4 separate regions of the Mus musculus genome follow, and regions 2, 3 and 4 are each linked to region 1. Evidence: chromatin contacts called from public HiChIP or PLAC-seq data. All regions are on one chromosome and are shown on one strand. Each heading gives the region's core, a stretch centred on a gene start, on an enhancer-like site or on the middle of the called end of the contact. The rest is flanking DNA. Distances are from core to core; before and after follow the strand shown. Region 1 has its middle 86 kb from the start of Gm19585. Region 2 overlaps Gm20098 (predicted gene, 20098). Region 3 overlaps Satb1 (special AT-rich sequence binding protein 1). Region 4 has its middle 3.8 kb from the start of Gm20098.

Region 1 (5,330 bases), core at 2,790-5,289:
CTCTGCTTCTGGGCACCATAGAGTGAACAGCATTATGTACCACCCACTCCTATTATAATGTTCAACTTTATCTCAGTCCCAAAGTGATGGGTCTAAGACTGAATAACTTAAGAGCTTAGAAACTGTGAGCCCAAAATATTGTTTGCTCCTCGATATTGTTGCCTCAGGTCTTTTGTCACAGTAACAGAAAAGCTGATTTATACATGAACTCTATATTAGGCTATAAAAGGTATGCATAAGGAACCTGCTTTCCTAAGGTAGAGCACACTGAAAGCATTTAATGAATACCCATGAGTGACTTCAAAAGACTGAACTATCACCTTAACATTAGCATTCTTAACATAGGCTTGGCTAAGTCACCTCATCTTTTCGAGCTTTCAATTCTGAAGTTTCTAAGTGGAAAAGGTAATGCCCATCCTGCTTGGTTCCTGGCTACCTCACTACAACATTGAACCAACAGTAAAATCGCCAGCATATACTAACTTCTGAAAATGTCCCACATTAAGGTAACTACATAGGATAACTGATGTGAGGGTGAGGGTACTTTGTTTTCTTTTCAAAACCCTATGTTGTCTTCATTTCATCAGATGAGGAAACTAAACACTTAGCACTTTAAATGGGGTTGGTACCATACGTACACAGAAGAAACATAATTCCAACTTCAGAGCCTGAGTAATCATTGCTCACTACTTTATATTCTCTGAGCTTGGGAATTGAACAAGGCAGACACAAATTGTTTGTTCTTTAAATAAATCATGGCCAGCTTCTGCAGACGATAACTTATCTGCATGCCACTGAGCAATCCTCTTGACCTTGTGGGACCTTGCATGCTGGTTCAACCAATATGTTTGTAGAAAAGAGTAAGGTGGATAATTGATGGAAAGCCCATTAAGTGGTAAGTACATGTTCAATTAACTAATGTGAAAGAGGAGAAATGCCATTTGTTGGGGAAAATGCTAGGTATCCCCGAGAACTGAGCAATGGCTGAAAAAGCCCTTGATACAGAAGAATCCATGAAAGGTCGATAATGAAGAGAGACCTCCAGAACATCCTGCCTCTAAGTATCTCAGCTCGTGTTCCAAATTTCCTGGAAAGAGAGTCTCTTTCTCCAGCTGCATCAGGCATTTCTGTCCTTGTATTAATCAGCGATGGCCAAAGAACAAAGCTGGTGGCAGTGTTACACCACAGATGGGATGTGCAGAATCATAAAGCAGACAGCCACAAGGGTGGATCTATCCTAAGTGGCTTGCCAAATCCACATCCCATGTTCTGTCTCCAAATGACCTTGTAATGACATTTTGGATTGAACATGAAAACATTAGACATCTAGTGCTGCTTTGAAGTCTCTGTTGAGAGCTCCCCCACCAGATACAAAAGTGTTATTGAAAGTTCCAAACCTCCCACACTCACCTCCACACCTCTCCTTATCTCCTGTCACACATCTGTCTCTTATATGTTATCATTACTTTCTGAGTCACATAACCTACTGATGCTCGTAATCTCTGATCAGCTCTCTTCACCCCACCTACTACCCCTAGTAAATGTGTCAATAGCAAGATTATCACTGACTGTTTGAAGGCTGTCTCTAGCAAGAAAATGCTTTCTCATGACCTGGTATCATAGGTGTGTCTGCGCTGTACAACGTTTACAGTTGAAAATATATTCTTTAATGTTGTGGTTTGGTACGAAATGTCTCCCACGGGCTTGTGTGCTGAGTGCTAGGGCTCTAGCTGCAGAGACTATTTTAGAGGATTTTGAAAACCTTAGGAGATGAAACCCAGCTAGAGAACAAGGTTGAAAGAAGCTGGCTCCTAGAGGTACCTTGCTTCTAAACTCTTTCAGTCTCTCTGCCTTCTGTTTACTCCAAGGTAAGAAGTTCACAGGCCACTGTCCTCCAAGAACACCGGGCCAAGTGACCAACGACTGAGCCCTCCGAAACTCTGAGCCGAATAAGTCACTCATTTAACTTGTTCTCCGAGTTAGTTTGGGCCCAACAATGGAAAGAGCAGCAAATGGATGGCTTCTCAATACTAAATGAGACTGGTATTAATTCTTTTGTGCATTTTTAAAAATAATTCCTTTTTGATCAGCACAGTACCAGAATACCTGTTAAATCGGCGGTTATACTTGGATAAGTGTATTTGAAAGCCAGAAGTGGTGGTGGATGTCTGTAATCTTAGCACTTGGGATCTGAGGCAGGGGAATCAAGAGTTACTGCCAGCCTGGTCCTTTTTCTAAATCAGCAGCTTCCATGATGTACCAGTAAACAAGGCCAGCCCTTCATAGAATGCATACAACTCCATACACACAAAATCTAGAAGATGAGAGAGTCTGGGGGTGTTTCAGCCCGTGGTGTTCAGGACAGTTTAACTATTTGTATTTTTCTCTTCAAACCTTGAAATGGTGTTTTATAAAAATAAAAATATCCATGGCTAATAATAATCGCTTGAATTTGTGATCCTCAACTAATTTCCATGCAATTTGAGAAGAAATCTATGAGCATTATTTATCTCATTTGATTATTACTGGCACTCTACATCTCTGCCACAGAGGCAGGACCAAGGGCTTAATGCATAGCAGCGCTATCAACGGATAGGGAGTCACAGGATCCAGTGGTCCCACACCAAAGTCTGATTGACTTCTGAATTCCCTGCAGTTTTTCTGATCTTGAGTCTTTCCTTGACCACGACTACTCTACAATGTTGTTTTTTGTTTTTGTTTTTTTTCAAGTGAGAACTTAGGATCTTTTCCAATAAGATATCAGGATGCCTCATTCAGTAAATATTTTATCCCCAACTTCTCCTTCAAAAAAAAAAAATCATGTCTCTAATGTCCTCATTGAAAGCAGTAAATTGAATCTACTCTGCAGGTCAGTTCCTGTTCTTCCCTCTCTAGTTGTACCTGACGGTAGGCTAAGCATTTTGACAGCTCTGGAAAGAAATGGTCTCTTCCCTTGTGGTACTGGAGGATACGCTGCTGCTACACAGCAGAGCGAAGGGGGTCAGAGAAGAAAGAGGAAGTAAGAATGATACATCAGGTCTTCTGTGCACTAGGTAGGGATTGATGAAAATTTATTGCACAGCTATCATTTCAAGACTAGTCCTTATATTCCTGTGGGGTTAGGGGTTTGAAGCTCCCTACTCTCTGCCGAGAAATGCATCCCCCAAAATAAAGCCCATTCTCTGTTATTTCCTCATTCCTCCTGGACTGTTGAAAAGAGCTCCATTGCTATAGGGTTCTCTAAAACATGGTCTTCAAAGGAATGGAATTGCAATCATAATCAAAGCCAGGGCAAAGATAATAAAATGTGTCAACACTTCTCAGCCTCTAAGTTGTATTAACCCTGAAACCACAGTTGTATTAATCCAAGAAGGGGAAAACTACTCTCCTCAAAACTTTCAATTATCCTAATAAATTGAGTCTGATTTCATAGCGCCAGATTCCACAGTGACACGGAGAGGCCAACACTGATACTGTGAGCTCTCCCATCGCTCACAGTAACGATGCAAAGAAACCACTAAGACCTTTCACAAGCATCCCCTAAAACCATCCAGAAACACGGACATTTACATTGCAGCTCACAACAGTAGCAAATTTACAGTAATGAAGTAGCAATGAAACTAATTTTATAGCTGTTGATCATCACGTCATGAGGAACCAGATGAAACGGTCACAGCATCAGGAAGGTTGAGAGCCCCTGAGCAAAGAGGACTTAAAAGTCAGTTCTCTGTGTTTAAGTAACAAAGAAACAAGATGCAAAGGAAGAGAAGCAAAATCGTACTTCCCCTTACATCTATTACAGCTGAGATGATACAGAAGTGACAGAGAGGAAGCCAAATTGAATTTTTGAGATCTCTCTCAAAGTCAATTTTAGTTAAAATTGTGTGGAGTTCCAAGGTGGTTTTCCCTCCCTCTCTTCCTTGTGTGACTTTCAGTTTGTTTTCTTTCAAATTGACACTCCCTTTGCACATCCCACTTCCTCCAAGCTTGGGCTGGGGGGTGGGGGGGAGCTCTGGTAATTCTACAAGATGGTTGATTGCCGTGGTTTTCGCTGATTAGGGTGAAGCTCCAATAAAGCTCGCAGCCGCGTTGCCACGCTGCTCAGCTAAGCCCTCAAATCCTTAGAGGGGCCGCTCACCACTAAACAACACATCATAAAGTTTGCTTCGTGAAAAGTAGATTTATTTCTTCCTTTGGACGCATACACAGTCATAAAGGTTTATCTTCTGATCAGAGAAAGAAAATAAGCAAAGCAACAAGGGTCTTCACAGAAGAGGATCTATGAACCAAATTAATAAGGTTTTTGTTCTGTCCAGGTTAGCAAGAAATGGGAAGGAAGTGAAAAATAATACCAAGATTGAGGCAAGCTCTATGCTTCTGCTTATTTTTCCTCCCTTCCTTCCTACCTTGGTTCCTCTCTTCCTTTTGTCGACCTTTCTTCCTTCCCTCCTTCCTTTCTTCCCTCCTTCCTTCCTTCCCTCCTTTCTTCCTTCTTCCTCTCCTCCCTCCCTCCTTCCTTCCTTCTGTCTTCCTTCCTTCCTACCCTCCCTCCTTCCTTCTTTCCTTCTGTGTCCTTTCTTTCTTTCTTTCTTTCTTTCTTTCTTTCTTTCTTTCTTCCTTCCTTCCTTCCTTCCTTCCTTCCCTCCTTCCTTCCTTCCCTCCTTCCTTCCTTCTGTCTTCCTTTCTTCCTTCTTTCCTTCTGTCTTCCTTCTTTCTTCCTTCCTTCCTCCCCTCCCTCCTTCCTTCCCTCTCTCCCTTCCTTCTTTCCTCCCTTCCTTCCTTTCTTTCCTTAACTTGGATTCAAGAGAAGCAAACTTGGATGTGTGTTTAAAATCTTGAGGATTTATATTATTAACCAAACAAGAATTTTTACAATCAGGGAACACTTGTCTGGCTTTCCCCCTCGCCTCCTCCCTCCCCTCCCATCCCCCCAACCAGCACACACAATTTTTGTAGAATATTTTGTTGGCTATAATTAAACTATGTGTGTTAATTAGGATTAGATTTTAAATGCACTGCTTGGGAAGTTGAAAAATACAGGATCTGAATGAGCCCAAATTGAGATGACACTTGAATTTTCGCAGATGTTTCCATAATCCTAATTTCAAATTGATTGTACTTCCTGAACAGTGAGAAGCCATTTTCAGTTATTTATTCAGACGTGTGCATCGCTTCTCCCTCTGCCAGTGGGCAGAAAATATCTACCACTTTCAATAACTCCTTCAAATAGACTCTTTTCCAAGACAGGTTTTAATGAAGGGAAGTGGGGACAAATAAATCCCACCTGCTCCTAGGGTCACCCCCAGAGACCATATATGAACCCAAGCAGA
Region 2 (5,653 bases), core at 792-3,291, 160 kb after region 1:
TTATTTACATGTAATGCAGTGTATGAATCGCAAATGTACCTTCACTGAGTGTTGAGCAATAGACTCCCTCAGTAACTCACAAACTTGTCAGGGTAAAGAACACTTCCAAGTGCTTATCCAGTCAGTGTTCCTCATTGCAGTCAGCATAGGGCTGCTGTAACAGAATCCACAAGTCGTGTGACAAAGATACCTACTCCTCACGATTCTTGAGTCTGATAAGTCCAAGATCCAAGTGGCAGCAGACATAGTGATCCAAATGCTCACCTTCGTACTGTGTCCTCACAGTGGGAGGAGGAGGGCAGATCTCTGAAATAAAGGGCACTGACCTCAAAGAGGAGATCTCTGTCCTCTTGACTATTCTCTAGTGGCTGGTCTCCATCAAGTGTTGTCACAGGGAATTGAGATGACAGCATATGAGTGGGGGCCACCAGCTGAATGTGAAGACCACTGCAGATGCCTGCAGTTTGCTTCATCGTGGGTAAGTTTCTGTCAACTCTAGAAGCTGGTACAAAAGAAAACATGTAGAAGACTCCCTTGTGGAAAGTCTTTTTAACCCTGTACTTTGAGGGTAGTTCTCCAGCGCAGGTTAGATTCCACTATACAGGTAACCGAATGTGTGTCCACTTTCTATTCATGGGCATCCCAGCCCATGACGAGGATGCTATAGACATGTACAAGTTTTCTTAATAGATGTTTTCATTCCTTCTGGATAAGATCTAAAAGTATAAATACCAAAGACTTGGGTGAGGCGCATGCATACCAGAATAAATCTCATCATGCTTTCTCATTTCATATTTTCACTCACAATATGTTATAACTCTATCATTCTAGCAAGTATATATTAATAACACATTGGTTTTAATTTGTATTTTTTTTTGATATATGTAAACGTAGACATTGGAGAAAACACAGGAGTGTATCTCAGTAACTTTACAACAAGGCTCAGAAAGCATTAGATATCAAAAACACAAAACAAACAAAAAGAAACCAGGTACGGTGGTACACATTTTTAACCTTAGCACTCAGGCATCAGGGGCAGGCAGGTATCTGTGACTTTGACGTCAGCCTGCTCTATCCAGTGAGAGTTACATAGTAAGACCCTGTGTCAACAAAGGAAAAAGAAGAGAAAACAAAAGGCAGAGTATGAGGAGGTGACTTAGTGGGTAAAAGAGAAGGCAGGCCAGCATGAGGAACTGAGTTCAGACCTCTAAAGCCTACCTAAGAGGAAGACTCAGTTGTGTGCCTGTTCATCCATCAGGAAACAGGAATCAGAGACTGGAGGAATTCTAGATGTTCACAGGCCAGCCAGTCAAAGAGCAGAACCATCACTGAGGTTGTCCTCTGACCTCCACATGCACACTCACACACACACACACACACACACACACACACACACACACACACACACAGAGGCTATATGAAAAAATGTCTATAATTAAACAATCAAATCCAATGGGGAAAGCCTGAACAAAATGTTTACACAGGCCCTTCACCAATGAACACAGTGGCCACGAAGCACATGGCAAATCTGTGTGACCCTCCTTCCTTCCCCCCGTAGGAGAAATCATCTTTTATTTTTACTACTGTTTTTACACACATAGTTTCCCACCCGAACTCTACACAACTTGGAAGCAGAGAGTATGTTGAAGGCATCTTTGGTTACCTCACTTGAGACATTCTCAAGTAGTTTCAAATGGTTGACCCAATGAAATAAAAACATGTATGGTAAGACCTGAATAAGGCCATTAATATTATAAATAAATAAAACAGTAACAAGAACATTTCCTACAGATGATGGGGGGAAAAATGCCAAGAAATAAAAGCCTTAAGAGGGAGAAAGAGGAGTCCTCAAGGTTGGGTGAAATTACTGTCAAGATATGATATAAAATACAAGAGGAAACAGGGTTTATAAAACAAAATAACAAAGATACTGTTAAAGAAAGCTTCCAAAAATAAGACATATGCTCTCTTCATGGGCAACCTATCTCTGTGTGGGTAATTTTGCGTCTCTGAAAGCCCAGGGGAAAACTATCAGACCAAAACAGGAAGCTGTGCATGTGCTACAGAGCGGAAGTCACTATAGCATGAGTCTCTGTGTACCCTGATGTGCATCCTTCCTTCCAGAAAGCTCAGATTCCTTGTCAGAAATGACACCCAGAAAGCACAGATGGCATCATGCCTGCCTCACTACGTGTTTTGGGTACCCATGACATCATCTTGGAATTCCCAGCATACCACCATCTGAGCCTCACAAGGCATGTAGCCTCTGAAAAGAAAAGTTGTTCTGCAAGGCTCCTGTGAAACCTGCTCATGGTTCATGAGCCACAGTTTAGTGTAACTATAACGAATTTTCTAGAACTAGAGTCTTACTCCAGGCATCTTCACAATTACTTGAAAATAGGAATGCCTATTTGGTTTTCAAAAGATGAGCTCAAGCTAGTTCTGTCCCTCTGGAAGAGACCTGAACATGTCCCAGGTCATCTCATTTCTGTCCCAATCTCCAAACTATTTTGTGAAAGTCACTTGATTCTTGGGTCAAAGCAAGGTTTTCTTTTCCTTCTTTTCTTTCTTTCCTTCTTTCTTTGTTCCTTTCTTCCTTTCTTTCTCTCTCTCTTCTCTTTCTTTCTTTCTTTCTTTCTTTCTCTCTTTCTCTCTTTCTCTCTCTTTCTCTCTCTCTCTCTCTTTCTTTCTTTCTTTCTTTCTTTCTTTCTCTCTTTCTTTCTAATATTTTTTGGAGGGTGAGAACTTTGAGACAGGGTCTCACTATTTACCCCTGACTGTCCTGGAACTCACTGTGTAGATCAGGCTGGCCTCAAACTCACAGAGATCCACCTACCTCTGCCTGCTGAGTGCTGGGATTAATAAGGCATACCATCACCACCTGGCTAAAAAATCACATATTCCAGGCTGGCCTTGAACTCCTGATCCTATTGCATTCAGCAAATCCTACCACCCTGCACCACCACAGCTGAAAACTTTTTTTAATTAAAACATTTTTCATATGATATATTTTGATGGTGTTTCCCCCTCCCTCAATTTCTCCCCTCCCAACTTTGCATTCCTTATCTCTTTCTCCTTTTAAAATAAGCAAACAAAACCAAAAGAAATTCACATGTACAAAAAAAATCCTCACAAAATAGAAATTAAAATAAGCAAACAAAAGACTGATAAGACAAAAAAAAAAGTCCAAGTAAAGCAAAATGAGACAAAAATACCACTGTGTTCCTCGAGTATTGGTGATCTATTGCTGGGCATTCTTTCTTAATAAAGACACAGAAATCATGGCTTTGAACCAGGAAAATTCTGACCAGAATAAGCAAGTTTCTTGACTGTCTTTTTAAGATCTTCAGGGGAAGAGAACACAATCTTTCTGAATATATCACATATGGGGACCAAAGAAGTGAAGCAGAGTGTTAGTGGCCATTCACACTGGGGTTCCTGCAGGTCCAGAGAATAAAAACACAGTTTAGACACACAGCAAAGAGATAAAGGACTTAGAAGAGCCTTTAAAAACGACAGTTTCATACAGGAAATCTATGTGGTGAAAAGGAAAACTGATTCCATAAGTTGTCCTCTGACTTCCACGAGTATGCATATACTCTGGTATGTATGCAATATATAAATCACTAACTATGAAAAACATGATACTCTAGAGACTATGCTGCACTTATAGGCAAAATGTATATCTGTGTGAATTTATATGTGAGTATATGTATGCCAGTGTGTGTGAATAAGTGAGTGTGTGAGTATATGTGTGTGAATGTGTATGTTTGAGTGTGTGTGTGTGTGTGTGTGTGTGTGTGTAAATTTGTATGTGAGTGTTGTGTGTCAATGTGTGTATAAATGAGTATGTGAGTGTCTGTGTGTGAATGTGTATGTTTGGGCGTGTGTGTATAAGACTTTGTGTGTGTGTGTGTGTGTGTGTGTGTGTGTGTGTGTGTGTGTGTATGTTTTCATGGAGCTATCAATGACTAGTGGTCACAACCGGAGGCCATAGCTACAGTGCCAAGGAAACCTTGAAGTCTGATTTGTAGTGAAACTAACCTGAAAATCTTCTATGTAAAGGGATGAAGCCAGTTGGCTTATAAATAGGTATAATTCATATACACACTCATTAATAATTTAAACCTCAGATAAAAAAAATAAGGAGTATTGTAAATTCAATCTGCTCCCCTGCTCTCAGTGAAACTCAAAAGCCAGAGCAGGGATGGAACCCTCTGCTCCTTTCTGCCGACCCAGCTAAATCTAAGTACTGAGAACAGAAAGTGAGGTTCATCCCACTAGACTTCCGTAAGGATGTGAGACACAAGAGCTGCTGTCAGCCTCAAGAAATGGATGTTCTTGGGAAAGCTGGGAAGGACATTTTAGGTTTCAGGATGAGTGACCAAGTTTGTAAACAAACTGAGTGTAACATCAGAATAGAAATATATTAAAGAAGCACAAAGCAATAGTGAGCTGCACACAACAATAGTGAACTGCACACAACAATAGTGAACTGCACAAAACAATAGTGAAATGCATATAACAATAATGAAATGCACACAGCAGTACTGAACTGCCCAAACATATTCCTTTCCTAAAACCCCTGGCTCCTGAGAGCTCACTGCTTTCCTTTTCACACATGAATCCAGCTGTTTTTATGGCCAGCTTTTCGCAGTTAAAAAGAAGTATAAATGTATTTTTCTCTGCTCTAGCAAAATATGAAGATTATAAGCAGGAGTGCCTTTTTAAAAAAAAAATTAACCATACCTGAAACAACACTTCAGAAATATTATTCTGCAAGTAAGGCTAAATCACTATAACAAACAGAAACATATACGTGCATAAATGCTCACACAAAGAGACACGTAAATACATCCATCTCATCTCTCAATTGCAGATTTGAAGCCACAGTCATTGGCATAGGAAAAAATAAAATAGAAATAACAGTGTATGTGATGGCATATGCCTTTAATCACAGCACTCAGGAGACAAAACAAGTGGATCTCTGAGTTCAAAACCAACCTGGTCTACGTAGTGGGAGCCTGGAACAAAAGAATGATGGAAAGAAGAAAGGAAGGAAAAAGGGAGGGATAATGAGAGGGAAGAAAGGAGGGGGGAGGGAGACTATTGTTTAAAGAATTCCTTTGGTCTATATATGAATATGTGCTCCTTCTTGCATTTGAGACTTATCTAAATCACAGCACATCAAAGGAATATCCCATTTAGAATCAATGGGCAGCTCTGCCCTACTAGGTCGTGAGCCTTCAGCCTGCTATTTATGTATTTTGTTTTACATCTCCGTTCAGATCTACTTTCTACCTATCCATTTCTAATTGGGATTCTGCCAGGTACTTTAAAGCATCCGAGTCCTTTCCTACCCATTCTTTAAGATGCTTACTTGAGCATCTTACACATCCCTCACAGGCTTTTATTTGTGCATAATTCTTTGGCACTGCAGGCAGCATGCTCTGAAACAGTTGTTGGGCTTTCTGTGGCCCCCCAAACCATCCTGAGAAGTAAGAAGAATACAGGCAACGTGGGAGCATCTTGAAGTATGTGGTGCCTGGAGGGGTAACGTGTGCTGCTCATTTAATGAATTATCACCTTGGAAGAATAGATTGTAGCGAAGGTGTTCCTGGTGGCATGGAACACAAAAATAGGACGCGGATTC
Region 3 (5,401 bases), core at 1,497-3,996, 260 kb after region 1:
TTTTCCTCCTAGTTTTAGATGAGAAATCACTTTTTAATTCATGTACATTGGTACAGATTCCATAATCTTCTGTTGATTTATATAGAAGCACAGCCTTTTAGATCATTACATAGTTGCACAGATGTGTTTGTGGAGGGAAATGTCTAGGGATGAGACGTGTATGGGGCAGGCATAACTATAGACCTCCACCCACTGATAACGTCTTCTTTTCCAGTTCTGGCAGGTGATCTGTAAGACAGTGACTGAGTATGGATCATTTGAACGAGGCAACTCAGGGGAAAGAACATTCAGAAATGTCTAACAATGTGAGTGATCCGAAGGGTCCACCCGCCAAGATTGCCCGCCTGGAGCAGAACGGGAGCCCTCTAGGAAGAGGAAGGCTTGGGAGCACAGGTGGAAAGATGCAGGGAGTGCCTTTAAAACACTCGGGCCATCTCATGAAAACCAACCTTAGGAAAGGTAAATACTCGCCAATCAAATCCTGCAAAGCTGCTTGATGTCTGCCCAAGGCCACCCTGTGTGGAGGTGTAGGGCTGGAACATGCTGGGCATATTCTCTTTCTAGGTGTCTTTCTGATGGGAAATTAAATGGCATTGTGGGCTGTGGTGTCAGTCAGGTTCTGAAAGCATGTGTGCTGGTTTTGAGTGGTGCCTCTCTCTTCCTAAGACTGGAGGCCCTGGTATATTTGGAGAGTAAAAAGTCTGAGTTCAGTGTCATGGTCTTCGTCTAGACAAGGTCCATTTGGCGACACTGCTGCAGTTATGGGTGTGCAGGTAGCTGCTGTTTGAGCTGATCCTGGGTAAGAGACTGAGCTTGTCTGAGAATCACCATAGGTTTTTCCTGAGATTACTAACTGTAAGGGGATTTTCAGGACATGGACCTGACATGAGAACAAAGATTTCTGATGTAATTTACTGTGCTTTTTATTTTTCTGAAGAGCAAAGTTATTATTTAACAGTTTGTTTTTTAAAAACAATTTGCTGATTCTGGTTTTTAATTTTGAGTATTTTTGGTAAAGGGAAAGGAAGATTTAGGCAAGTTTGTAAAGGGGAAAAATACAAACAAGTGATTTTTCTACCAATATTAAATGGATGAAGTTTTTACAACTTTGCCTGTGTTAGACATTGCTGTCCCTACAAGTCAGGTCCTGTGTGGAATACCCTGTATGCCTCACAGGGGTCTTTATTTTGTCATTGAATAACATGTAGGACTCAGATTTTTTCTGCATTTGCTAAGCAAAGAATAATAATGCCATCTTTTACTCAGCACGAATACTAAGCAGAGAAAGTTAGGAGGCCGAGGAATTTCATTGTGTTTGATGCATAACATTTATCATATTTATCATACAATCATTTATTTTTTTCCTTGGTTTGGCGAAAACAAAGAATATATTGATCCTGAAATAAACAGACACAGCACTCCGTATTGTTAGATCTTTATCTATTAAAAATGGAAAAACAGCCCTTCAGCAAATTCTTTGGCCTCTACTCATGATTACCCTATTTATTGATTGTTTGCCAAGAATGTATGCATCTTTAAGCCAGGGTAAGAGCATTAAAAATATAATTTATTATGGCTTTTCAAACAGAGTGCATTAATATTGTACTGTGTAGTGCTGAGGCTCTATAAAAAAAGACTTTCTGACGCCTGCAAACACACAAGTTCCATAAATTCCTAAATAGGAGATTTCAGCTGTCTCTGGTATTATGTGATATTTGCACAGCAAACTTTAATGCCAGGACAGTTTTAGACAAGGATTCTACAGACTTCCCTGCTCCTTATGGCTGCCGTGCTGTTTACACAGGCTCATGAACCTCCAGCAAAAGCCTCTAAGACTGCCTTCAGGTTTAAATCATGTGGTATTTTTAGCTTGCAGCAGTGACCAGTGCTCCCTGTCTAATGCAGGAAGGCTATGAAGTTGCAGTAGTTGGAAGTCTGGCCAAACACCAGCTTGAATAATCAGGCAGTCCAGCGAAGGCTCCTGTTTAACATTACTCCTAGTAACAGGAGGGCAACCGTGACAGTTCTCAAGACGATCTAGCACCGGATTTGTAATTAGATGATCCTGTTGCTACCGTATCGCAGCCACCTTTATTATCTATAAGGCACCTTTAAATTCGATCAATTAAACACAGAGTCAATCCAGGCTGTTTCAGTGGTTTGAAAAGGTTTCACTTATTTCATAGAGCAGAGGTCTGAAAAGCTATTTGACACCTCTGATTCCATGAGAGGAAAATGCAGTATACGTGATTTTGGCTTGCAAACCCCAACTCCTCAGACATCAGTAGTGAGGAGAAGGAGCTAAGAGCTAGAGTGTGGTCATCTCACTCCTCAAATGCTTTAAGAAATGCATTGCATTCAAAATTACATATCTAAGAAATACATTTTAATTCTAGGAGGGTCTGCGCTCAAAACAAACAGCAAAAAAAAAAAAAAATCAGAAGTCTTTTGGGAGGTTTTGTTTTTTTATTATTTTTTTTAATCTTATTTTTCATGTGCTTGGTTTCTGTTTGACAGGTGCTAGATAAAAATTGTGGCTAAGCTGAGAAAGCACTAAGAAAAAGGGGTTGGGTGTTTTTATTTGTTTAAGAGATTTTGCCAAAATACCTTCAAGCCAAGGAAGAAATCACCAGTTTGCATATTGCTATTTTTGCTGCGGTCTCCCCAAGTTCTCTTCTGATCCCTGACGGGTTCTCTCTCTGGTATAAAACAGCTGAATGAATGACAAGAATATTGGCAAGCTCTGCGGCTTGTGTTTCATGCCTAGCCTGCTGGTACTTCCCAACGAGTTTGTGAGCTTTTCTAAGTAAACCTAAAGGGGTTGGTTTAATTGTCAGAGCTGGAGTCTCCTGTGAATGGTTTCGCAGAGCTTAGGTGAAGACACACATGTGGAAAGATGGAGCTGTTTTATGGCCGGCTTTTGTTCAGCAGAAACCAGCAAATAGAGGATTTGTAAAGGGCCTCTCAGGCAGTAGGGAAATGTCATGCCGATCCTCAGAGCAGGGGATGGGCAGCTGACACCCTCAGAAGTTAGGGTTCTGCCAGTCCAGTACAAGTCCAGAGTATAGAGCCGACGCAGGCAGGGATACTGTGGAACTAATTGGGGATCCTGGGTGCCCTGTTAAAGTAACCCTTGTCATCATTTATGCTAAAGATGATACTCTCCTGGCAGTGTGCCACAGTACTGCTCAGATGCATCTGTTTTTAACCCTTTTCTGGAACTGTTGGAAGTCTGACAGCGTACTGCATTAATACCTTGAGTGCCACTGCAGGTGGACTCCGGCTTCTGGGCCAAATCTCCTTCCCAACAGTCCTGTGGCCTGTGTCACTGAGCTCTTGGACTGGGTGCCAACAGAGAAGCAGCAGACCCCACGCAGAGCCTGCCTCTCCTGGATCGCAGGAAGGCCAGCTTTCCTTTCACACTCTGTCATTTTTACCATATTTAACTGCAGCAGAAATTGTTAACGTTAAAGACTTATGGCTGCTGTCAATGGCTTTTTCCTGGATAGATGAAATGGGTAGTCATAGATAGAAGTATTCTGTTTTGTTTGTTCTGTACATTCAAACAGTGCCTATGAGCACCGATGTGGTTACGTTTTGTGTTTCTTTTGTGGAACCAGTTAGAGGAAATGCTGAAAACCAGGCAGAAAAATCATTGTCTAGTCAGATAATTTGGGCGCAAGCAGGTAAAGCTTGTTATTAACAGAAGTGTGTATGCAGGAAGAAGGTGGGCTCTTCGAAGACAACTGCAGTGGGTTCTGTTTGCGTAGCAGTTAAAGCAAATCAGACCAGACACTTATCTGTCTCTCGTCAGCATTACTGTTCGATCAGAAAAGTAATTCTGCGTTCACTGATTTTGGAAGATGCACTATTAAAATGAATGGCGAGGCCACGTTACCTTATGAGCAGGTACACCGTAAAGGAAGTTAAAGTCTTTCCTGTGCAACTTTTAAACAGTAAATGACTGCATGTTTGTCTGTGTGCCTGTGTCTCCCCCCAGACTGCCTGGGAAGCTCTGTGGCTCCTCTCACTGTGGTGAAGATTTAGTTTCATAGCTTAGGTCTTCCTCCCTCCAGACTGTTTCTGAAGATTGTTGGTTTTCTATATTTTCCTCTGTCTCTTTGATAGGAACCATGTTACCAGTTTTCTGCGTGGTGGAACATTATGAAAACGCCATTGAGTATGATTGCAAGGAGGAGCACGCGGAATTTGTATTGGTGAGAAAGGATATGCTTTTCAACCAGCTGATAGAGATGGCGTTGCTGTCTCTAGGCTATTCACACAGCTCTGCTGCCCAAGCCAAAGGTAAAGGATGCATTTGTGGGGCTGGGAAGTTGCTGGTCCTCCTGTTTGCCTCTCAGACAAAGCAGGGAACATTTTATTCAGAGAGCTACAGCCTGTGTTTTATGTTGGTTCCTTATAGGCTGTGGCTTTAAAAATTGGCTTAATTCAGTTTGGTTTAGTTAACACACATTTTGCTCATGTGGAATGTCGAGGTAAATTTTTTTTTTTAAATTACTTCAGCTGAATCATTAGGATGCTTATTGACCTTAATAATCTGCTCCACTGAGGACCCACAAGGAAGTGAGGAGCCTATCTGAGCAGATGGACTGTTGAGAGTCAATTTGCATTTATGACTGAATATCTAGTTCTGTTTCTTTTATTCTGTTTCTGATGGTTTTATAGGCTGTAAAGTATTTTTCAATGCTGATTCCCACTGCAATAGGGAATCTTATCTAAATCATAAAGCCATTTAGAACCGGTTCAGCTATGTCTTATTAGAACTTCCTGTAAGTTAGGACAATGTGGCCTGATGCATGGGTTTTATTGATTGGTATTTATTTCCAAAATAATAAACAACCCTATAGTCATTTACATAATTTCACAATTTGGAAAGCTAGGCTGTGAATATCTTCATTGACCTGCCTTTTTGAGGGAAAGAGAAGCATTCGAACAGAAGTAACACTATTGGCTGTGGTGGGGGCAGTGCACAAGAGCGCAGCAGTCTTTTGCTGGACCTGAGAGCCAGCACTAAGCATGTCCCCTCTCTATCTGGACTAGGGCTCATCCAGGTTGGGAAGTGGAATCCAGTTCCACTGTCGTATGTGACAGATGCCCCTGATGCCACGGTGGCAGACATGCTTCAAGATGTGTATCATGTGGTCACCCTCAAAATTCAGTTACACAGGTGAGTCCAGGCAGGGACATAGTCTCCCTCCCTACAGTGTGGACGGAAAGCTGCTTTGGCCAGCTTGCATTTTTTATTTACTCATCGTTTGAGACATGCTAATCCAAATTAATTTGGTAACTTTACCCCTTCTGTTATTTTCTCCAACTTCAATATATGACTTTAAAATTTACTTCCTCCCCCCGAAATTTATGTTTTTTTTTTCCCTGCGTG
Region 4 (5,777 bases), core at 759-3,258, 180 kb after region 1:
ATTTTGCCAACACTGAAAAATAAGTTGTTTTTTTTTTTTAATCTTAAAAATCCAATTTTGGGACCGGGAAGATGGCTCAGCTGGTAAAAAAATCTTTGCCATACAAGCCTGACAATCTGAGTCCCATCCCCAAACCCATGTAAAAGCCAGATGTGTAATTCCAGCACTCCTACAGCCAGGATGTCAGGCCAGGGAAGGAGATCAGCTAATACTAGCAACAGAGCATCCTCCGGCTCACACCAAACCATGAGGCACATCACCAAGGTGGAAGGTGAGAATCAACTCCCACAAGTTTTCCTCTGACATTCACATGTGTGCTTTGTGTGTACATGCACACACAATAAATAACTAACTTTTCAAATCCAGCTTGTAGCATCACATCCTTCAGACCAGACTTGCCATGAACTTGTAAGCAGATCATGAGTGTAAACTCTGTGGGGATATGTAAAAGCAGGCAGCTGGCCTCCTTGGGATGGAGGGATGAGGACAAGACTTTCATTTCTAGTTGTAGACTTTCTTCTTAAAGTTTTTGTTCTTTGCTAATCAGTTACTTTAAAAGACCAGTCTTTTGGTTTTGAGAGTCTGGTTATCACTGTCTCTATTAAAATTTAAATATTACTTTTAAAAGTGTGCGTTGGACCTCTGTGCCTTCGAAGGTCAAGTTCAGCCTCTCTTGGAGACAAAGGGAGCCCATTACCATTACAGCCTGCGTTTCCTTCCCTCTTTGTTCATTCTAAAGCAGTGCGCTGTGACCGAAGGCAGGAAGGAGCCACAGCACACACACTGCGGCCGTCCAGCCTCACAGTGGATAGTGCACCCCTGAGTGTGGAATTTGCGTACCCCTCATTGGGAATCCTTGATCCATCTAAAGAACCATCAACTGTTTTGTTTTCAGAACAATACTGGAAAGAACCTATAAAATATTAGATTTTTTTTAGTTTTTGACTTTGAGCTCACCTATGGAAGGAGGTCTTAGTCAGGGTTTCTATTCCTGTGCAACATCATGACCAAGAAGCAAGTTGGGGAGGAAAGGGTTTATTCGGCTTACACTTCCATAGTGCTGTATGTACTAGACACCTCCCTACCCCTGTAAAAATCACCCTGCACCTTTTCTAACACTGCTGCTCTTTCTGCCACAACTTTTAAGACCACGAAGTGATCCAAACGCTTAAAACCCCTGTTCCTTTTTTAAGAAGCATGTGGGCTGCAGCAACTGGGGATGATCCATTCCCTTCGAAGAAAGTGATCCCCCGAGAAAAAGGGCAAGAATGGGGATTTACGAATGGTTTTCTTGTGTAAACATTGCCACACGACGTACCTCCGTGAAGGCAGTACTAACTATTGGTGTTCACAGGCATGTAAAAAAGTTTAAGGCTGCTACAATGCTAAAGGAAAAAAAAGAAAGAGTATAGCTGTGGAGATCAAAGACGATCAAACAATGAGAACCTCTGGCGTCTTAACAGTTATCAAAGGAAATCACACAGCTCTTGGAGCAGACAATGCTACTACTTCATTAGAAACGCACAACAGACAGTGTGTGTGGGGGGGAGGAACAGAGAGACACACAGAGACATAGGACAACAAAACATTAGTTTCTCCTCATATTTAACCCAGCATCTTTTCAAACATGTAATGACCTGCTTATTTTGCTGAGCGGAAAAAAAAAAAAAAATCACAGAACTCTTAAACTAAAAACTTCATTTCTGGGACCTTACCTAGCCGTCACCTTTTTTTTTTTTTTTTTTTTACATTCCCAAACTCAATTATAAAAAGTCCCACATTAACCATGTCTATTCAGTTCACACCCAGCACAACTTAGCCTGATATAATCAGGTCTATCAAAATACTAAATCGGTAGTTTCAGGTGGCTTACCACATTAGAGTCTTTTTCGGGACAAAAGAGGCATATGGAAATTTACAAAAGTCCACGGTGAGGTTGATGATATATTTACTGGAAACCCTAGCCCATCTGGGGTATATAGGTGTGTCAGATTTGAAGTTCAAAGACAGCTAGCTGTGTGGGGAGAACGAATTGAAATGGAACTACCCTTGAATCCACCCAAGGCTGTGCAGAAAACTCTACCACCTTCTCCAAACCTGCTGCAAGGATCTAAGGAGGAGCCAGTGGCTACTGTTGAGCCTCTGACCAAGGAGCTGGGCACACATGTGGCTGGTAGCTGGACTGCCGAACCTCAGGCTGTGTGATGAGAGGGCCATTGAGAGCCTAGATAATGACTGCAAATTTCTTTAACAGAGGGAGTTTGGGGGGCAGGAAGGCAGGGGGTGTTGTTACAGGAAGGAAGAATGGAGTCAGATAGGAGTAGGGAAATATTCTTCCCAAGAGAGCCTGTAGGCCAGATAACCAGAGACCCAGGCAGAGAGAGGCTAGGTGGGAGGCAGCTACACCTCTGCCAGATGCCACCACATCAAAAGAGGCTCTTGAGAGACCCAGAAGAGGAAACTTTCAACAACCCTCCACAGTGTCAGCAGAGAAAGTGTCAGGTTGACAGTCTGCCCTTGCAAGGACTACACCGTCTTAATCCAGTACCAGACTAACAGGCTTCTTGCGTCCCTCTGCCTCTCCCCTCTGTCCTCTGGGCCTCACAAACAGCCATTGGCAAGATGGGGGAAGAAGGAAAAGTATATAGAGTTTGGAGCTTTAAATGGGGCTTTATAGCCTCCAGATTGGAGACCCTGGCTGTAATGGCCAGGGACCTTTCAGTTCCCTAGCAGGGAGGACAGGAAGAATGCATGAACCTGCCCAAATGTTTAACCAAGGCAAAGAAAGCCACCACCCGAGCAGAGCTGAGGGGACTGTAGGGAAGAAACATAAATTTGTTTATTAAGGACTGCTACTATGCAAGGGTTCTCGTGTACCCAAGCTCTCAAAAATCAAGGATCTCTAAAAGGCAGACAAAGACATCTTTTTTGCTTTCTTTTGTTGTTTTTTTCGAGACAGGGTTTCTCTGTCTGTGTAGCTCTGGCTGTCCTGGAACTCACTTTGTAAACCAGGCTGGCCTTGAACTCAGAAATCTTCCTGCCTCTGCCTCCCGAGTGCTGGGATTAAAGGCGTGCGCCACCACGCCCGGCTCAAAGACATCTTTAAAAGGCATTGTGAAGTGACAAGCAACGAAAACAAACATGAGGGCCGAAACTGAATTCTGAACTTTTAAAGATATTGCTTGAGGACATTAAGAGCTTAGGATAGGTATAACCCAGACTTGTTCCTGTTCTCGGTGTTGTTGGTCAAGGAAAAAAAAAACAAAAACAAAAAACTACAGGGCCAAACATCTGTCTATAATCTTATTACTTGGGAGGCAGAGGTTTATATTTCTAGCTTCACCTTGATTTCAAGGTGAAATTGAGCTACATAGTGAGTTCTGGGCCAGTCTGGGATACACAAGGAGATCTTGTTGCAGCACACAAAACAAAATACAGACAATAAAACTCAGGACTGAGAAAGATATCACCGTGGGGAAGCTAGTATGGAGAGAGGAGGAGCTAGGAGAGGAAGGTGCTGAAGTTTGAATTACCCAGTCTGTTAGCACTAGTGGGAGCTGGGGACACAGTAGGAAAGAGCTGTTCACCGGGCAGTGGTGGTGCGTGCCTGTAATCCCAGCATTTGGGAGGCAGAGGCAGGTGGATTTCTGAGTTCGAGGCCAGCCTGGTCTACAGAGTGAGTTCCAGGACAGCCAGGACTGCACAGAGAAACCCTGTCCAAAAAAAAAAAAAAAAAAGGAAAGAGCTGTCCGATAGAAATGCAGGGCAAGCCAAATGGGCAGCTTCGAACCTTTCAGTAGCCATATGAAAAAAACAAAGTAAGCCAGGTGTAGTGGCTTATACCTTTGATCATAGCACTCAGGAGGTAGAGGATTGCAGATCTCTGGGACTTCATAGCCAGCCTTAGAATACCTAGTGAGTTCCAGGCCAGTGATTATACACACACACACACATACACACACACACACACATATATATATATATGGAGAGAGACTATTTTTTTAAAAAGTAAGCAGTTTCCTTTTCTGCATCATTATTAATTAATTAATTATTACTTTTTTTTAAGAATAGGAGGAAGGATTACAGCCCATAAGGGGATAGGAACTCCACAGGAACACCAACAGAATCAACTAACCTGGATCCTTAGGGCTCTCAGAAACTAAACCACCAACCAAAAATCATACACAGGCTGGACCTAGGCCTCCCAGCACATATGTGGCAGATGCACTGTTTGGTCTTCGTGTAGGTCCCAAACAGCTGGAAAGGAGACTATCCCCAAAGCTGCTGACTGTCTGTGGGATATGTTCTTTTAGCTGGACTGCTGTGTTTGGTCTCAATGGGAAAGGAAGCATCTCGCCTTGCAGAGACTTGAAGTGCTAAAGTGGGAGGGATACCCACCCAGGGGGGACCCCACCTGCTCAAAGGAAAAGGAGAGAGGGAGAAAGCAGTGGATGGGATGTAAAGTGAATAAGTAGAATAAGTAAAAAAATAAAATAAAAATGAAAAAGTATCAAAGCAAGTTAAACAATTGATTTTATTACTGTTTCTCTTACTCCATTAAATTCAACATATCACATTTCAATGATTATTTGTGATATATTGAATTTTTGACAGTCTTTGAGAGAAGGTATGTATTTTATACTTACAGCATAACTCAATTAGGATACCCCATTCCATCTTGATGTGCATTTCCTAGCATTTATTTACTCTAGCCAAGGATTTTGTAATCATGCTCAAAAGATTTCCATCCACCCTCAGAATAAGGGGTTTTGCTCTGTTTGCTTTTGAGACACGGTAGCATTGGCTGACTTAGAACTCAGTGATCCACCTACCTTACTTCCCAGTGGTGAGATTAAAGGTATGCACTATCTTGCCGAGCAGGATTATTTTATAATGTTGAATTAATTGAAATCAAGTAGGATTGAAAGTGCCATCTCTCAGGCACACCTGTCTTTTCTTATGTGCCCAGTATGTCAGTAGCTACTGTCCCAAGGGAGAACACCTGGGCAGTGGGAAGGTGGGGTAATTACCCACCATGTGGATCAACTGTGAACCATGCATGACAACTGAGCACACACTGAGCTTGCTTTCATACCATTAGAACAAAGTTTCATGCCGGTGGGCAATGGGCGTGTAGGGTGTGGGTGCTTGGTGAGAGAAGCACTTTGCCTATAGAGGTGAACTCTAAGGGATGTGGTCAGAGGAGGCGGGGCTGACTGGCTGCAGTATGAGACAACCCTTTTAGCCTCTGGGCCGCTTTGCCAAGTCTCATCTACTTGAACAGCTAACGCTAACCTTTTGCCTTCCTGGCACTGATGGTTTGGGGAATGGGGAGGGGCTGCCCAGCATCTCCTTTGAAGGCTGCAACAATGTTGCAATTTAAATCCAGTGATTCAGGCGCGCTGCCACATGGACCGTGTACCACTGCTGTCTCTGGTCTTCAGCAGAAGTAGCTAGGTAGCTACGCTCCAACTTGGTCCTGAAGGATGTGGCACATCAGTGTCTCTATGCTGAGTTGAGCTCAAAGTTCAACAGCTGGTTGGTTCTGGTTTTCAGAAGACCAGTTCACTGACAGTTTGATTCTCTTAACTCTTCCCTGAAGCCCCAGATTGACTAAGGCCTATGTCCTAATTGCAGATGGCTGACTCCTCTGGTCACTGGGGCTTAATTGCTTGCCTTGTGGGCGTCCAGATGGCTGATGACTCTGCCCAACCCTACTTTGTCCCTAGGGGCTTGTTGGTCTCAGTTATCTGCTTCTTTCTGGATTGGGTGAGGCT

Evidence for each region. HiChIP or PLAC-seq counts read pairs in DNA pulled down with a chosen protein or histone mark.
Region 2: a BATF HiChIP or PLAC-seq map of CD8 T cells shows a contact between it and region 1, with 20 read pairs. The contact joins two enhancer-like sites. A contact is called at or near these places in 1 of 15 datasets of contacts at CTCF or cohesin (CD8 T cells), 7 of 484 Hi-C or Micro-C datasets (CD4 T cells, CD8 T cells, Th1 cells and 2 more) and 3 of 115 datasets of contacts at active chromatin or transcription factors (CD8 T cells, memory CD8 T cells and thymic regulatory T cells).
Region 3: a CTCF HiChIP or PLAC-seq map of CD8 T cells shows a contact between it and region 1, with 12 read pairs. The contact joins two enhancer-like sites. A contact is called at or near these places in 1 of 15 datasets of contacts at CTCF or cohesin (CD8 T cells), 3 of 484 Hi-C or Micro-C datasets (CD4 T cells and Th1 cells) and 5 of 115 datasets of contacts at active chromatin or transcription factors (CD8 T cells, effector CD8 T cells, memory CD8 T cells and 2 more).
Region 4: a contact with region 1 is called in an H3K27ac HiChIP or PLAC-seq map of thymic regulatory T cells, with 4 times the contacts expected there. The contact joins two enhancer-like sites. A contact is called at or near these places in 1 of 15 datasets of contacts at CTCF or cohesin (CD8 T cells), 5 of 484 Hi-C or Micro-C datasets (CD8 T cells, Th1 cells, double positive thymocytes and 1 more) and 7 of 115 datasets of contacts at active chromatin or transcription factors (CD8 T cells, Th17 cells, Th2 cells and 4 more).

The regions. Positions count from the first base shown.
Region 1 is chr17:52,060,995-52,066,324 of GRCm38.p6, reverse strand. No RefSeq gene overlaps it. Among named protein-coding and RNA genes, the nearest start is that of Gm19585, 86 kb to the left of the region's middle. Within about 2 kb of position 4,039, at least 25 of the 459 cell types and tissues checked have an H3K27ac peak or open chromatin away from gene starts, as enhancers often do. A contact at or near this core is called in CD8 T cells, Th17 cells, double positive thymocytes and 4 more, where this site is marked.
Region 2 is chr17:51,900,554-51,906,206 of GRCm38.p6, reverse strand. Gm20098 (predicted gene, 20098) reads right to left here. Exons shown (of 3, transcript NR_045095.1): 2 at 327-716. Among named protein-coding and RNA genes, the nearest start is that of Gm20098, 21 kb to the right of the region's middle. Within about 2 kb of position 2,041, at least 50 of the 459 cell types and tissues checked have an H3K27ac peak or open chromatin away from gene starts, as enhancers often do. A contact at or near this core is called in CD8 T cells, memory CD8 T cells and thymic regulatory T cells, where this site is marked.
Region 3 is chr17:51,804,101-51,809,501 of GRCm38.p6, reverse strand. Satb1 (special AT-rich sequence binding protein 1) reads left to right here. Exons shown (of 11, transcript NM_009122.2): 2 at 215-459; 3 at 4,129-4,305; 4 at 5,062-5,188. The coding sequence starts at 249. Among named protein-coding and RNA genes, the nearest start is that of Satb1, 26 kb to the left of the region's middle. Within about 2 kb of position 2,746, at least 37 of the 459 cell types and tissues checked have an H3K27ac peak or open chromatin away from gene starts, as enhancers often do. A contact at or near this core is called in CD8 T cells, memory CD8 T cells and regulatory T cells, where this site is marked.
Region 4 is chr17:51,876,077-51,881,853 of GRCm38.p6, reverse strand. No RefSeq gene overlaps it. Among named protein-coding and RNA genes, the nearest start is that of Gm20098, 3.8 kb to the left of the region's middle. Within about 2 kb of position 2,008, at least 35 of the 459 cell types and tissues checked have an H3K27ac peak or open chromatin away from gene starts, as enhancers often do. A contact at or near this core is called in CD8 T cells, Th17 cells, double positive thymocytes and 3 more, where this site is marked.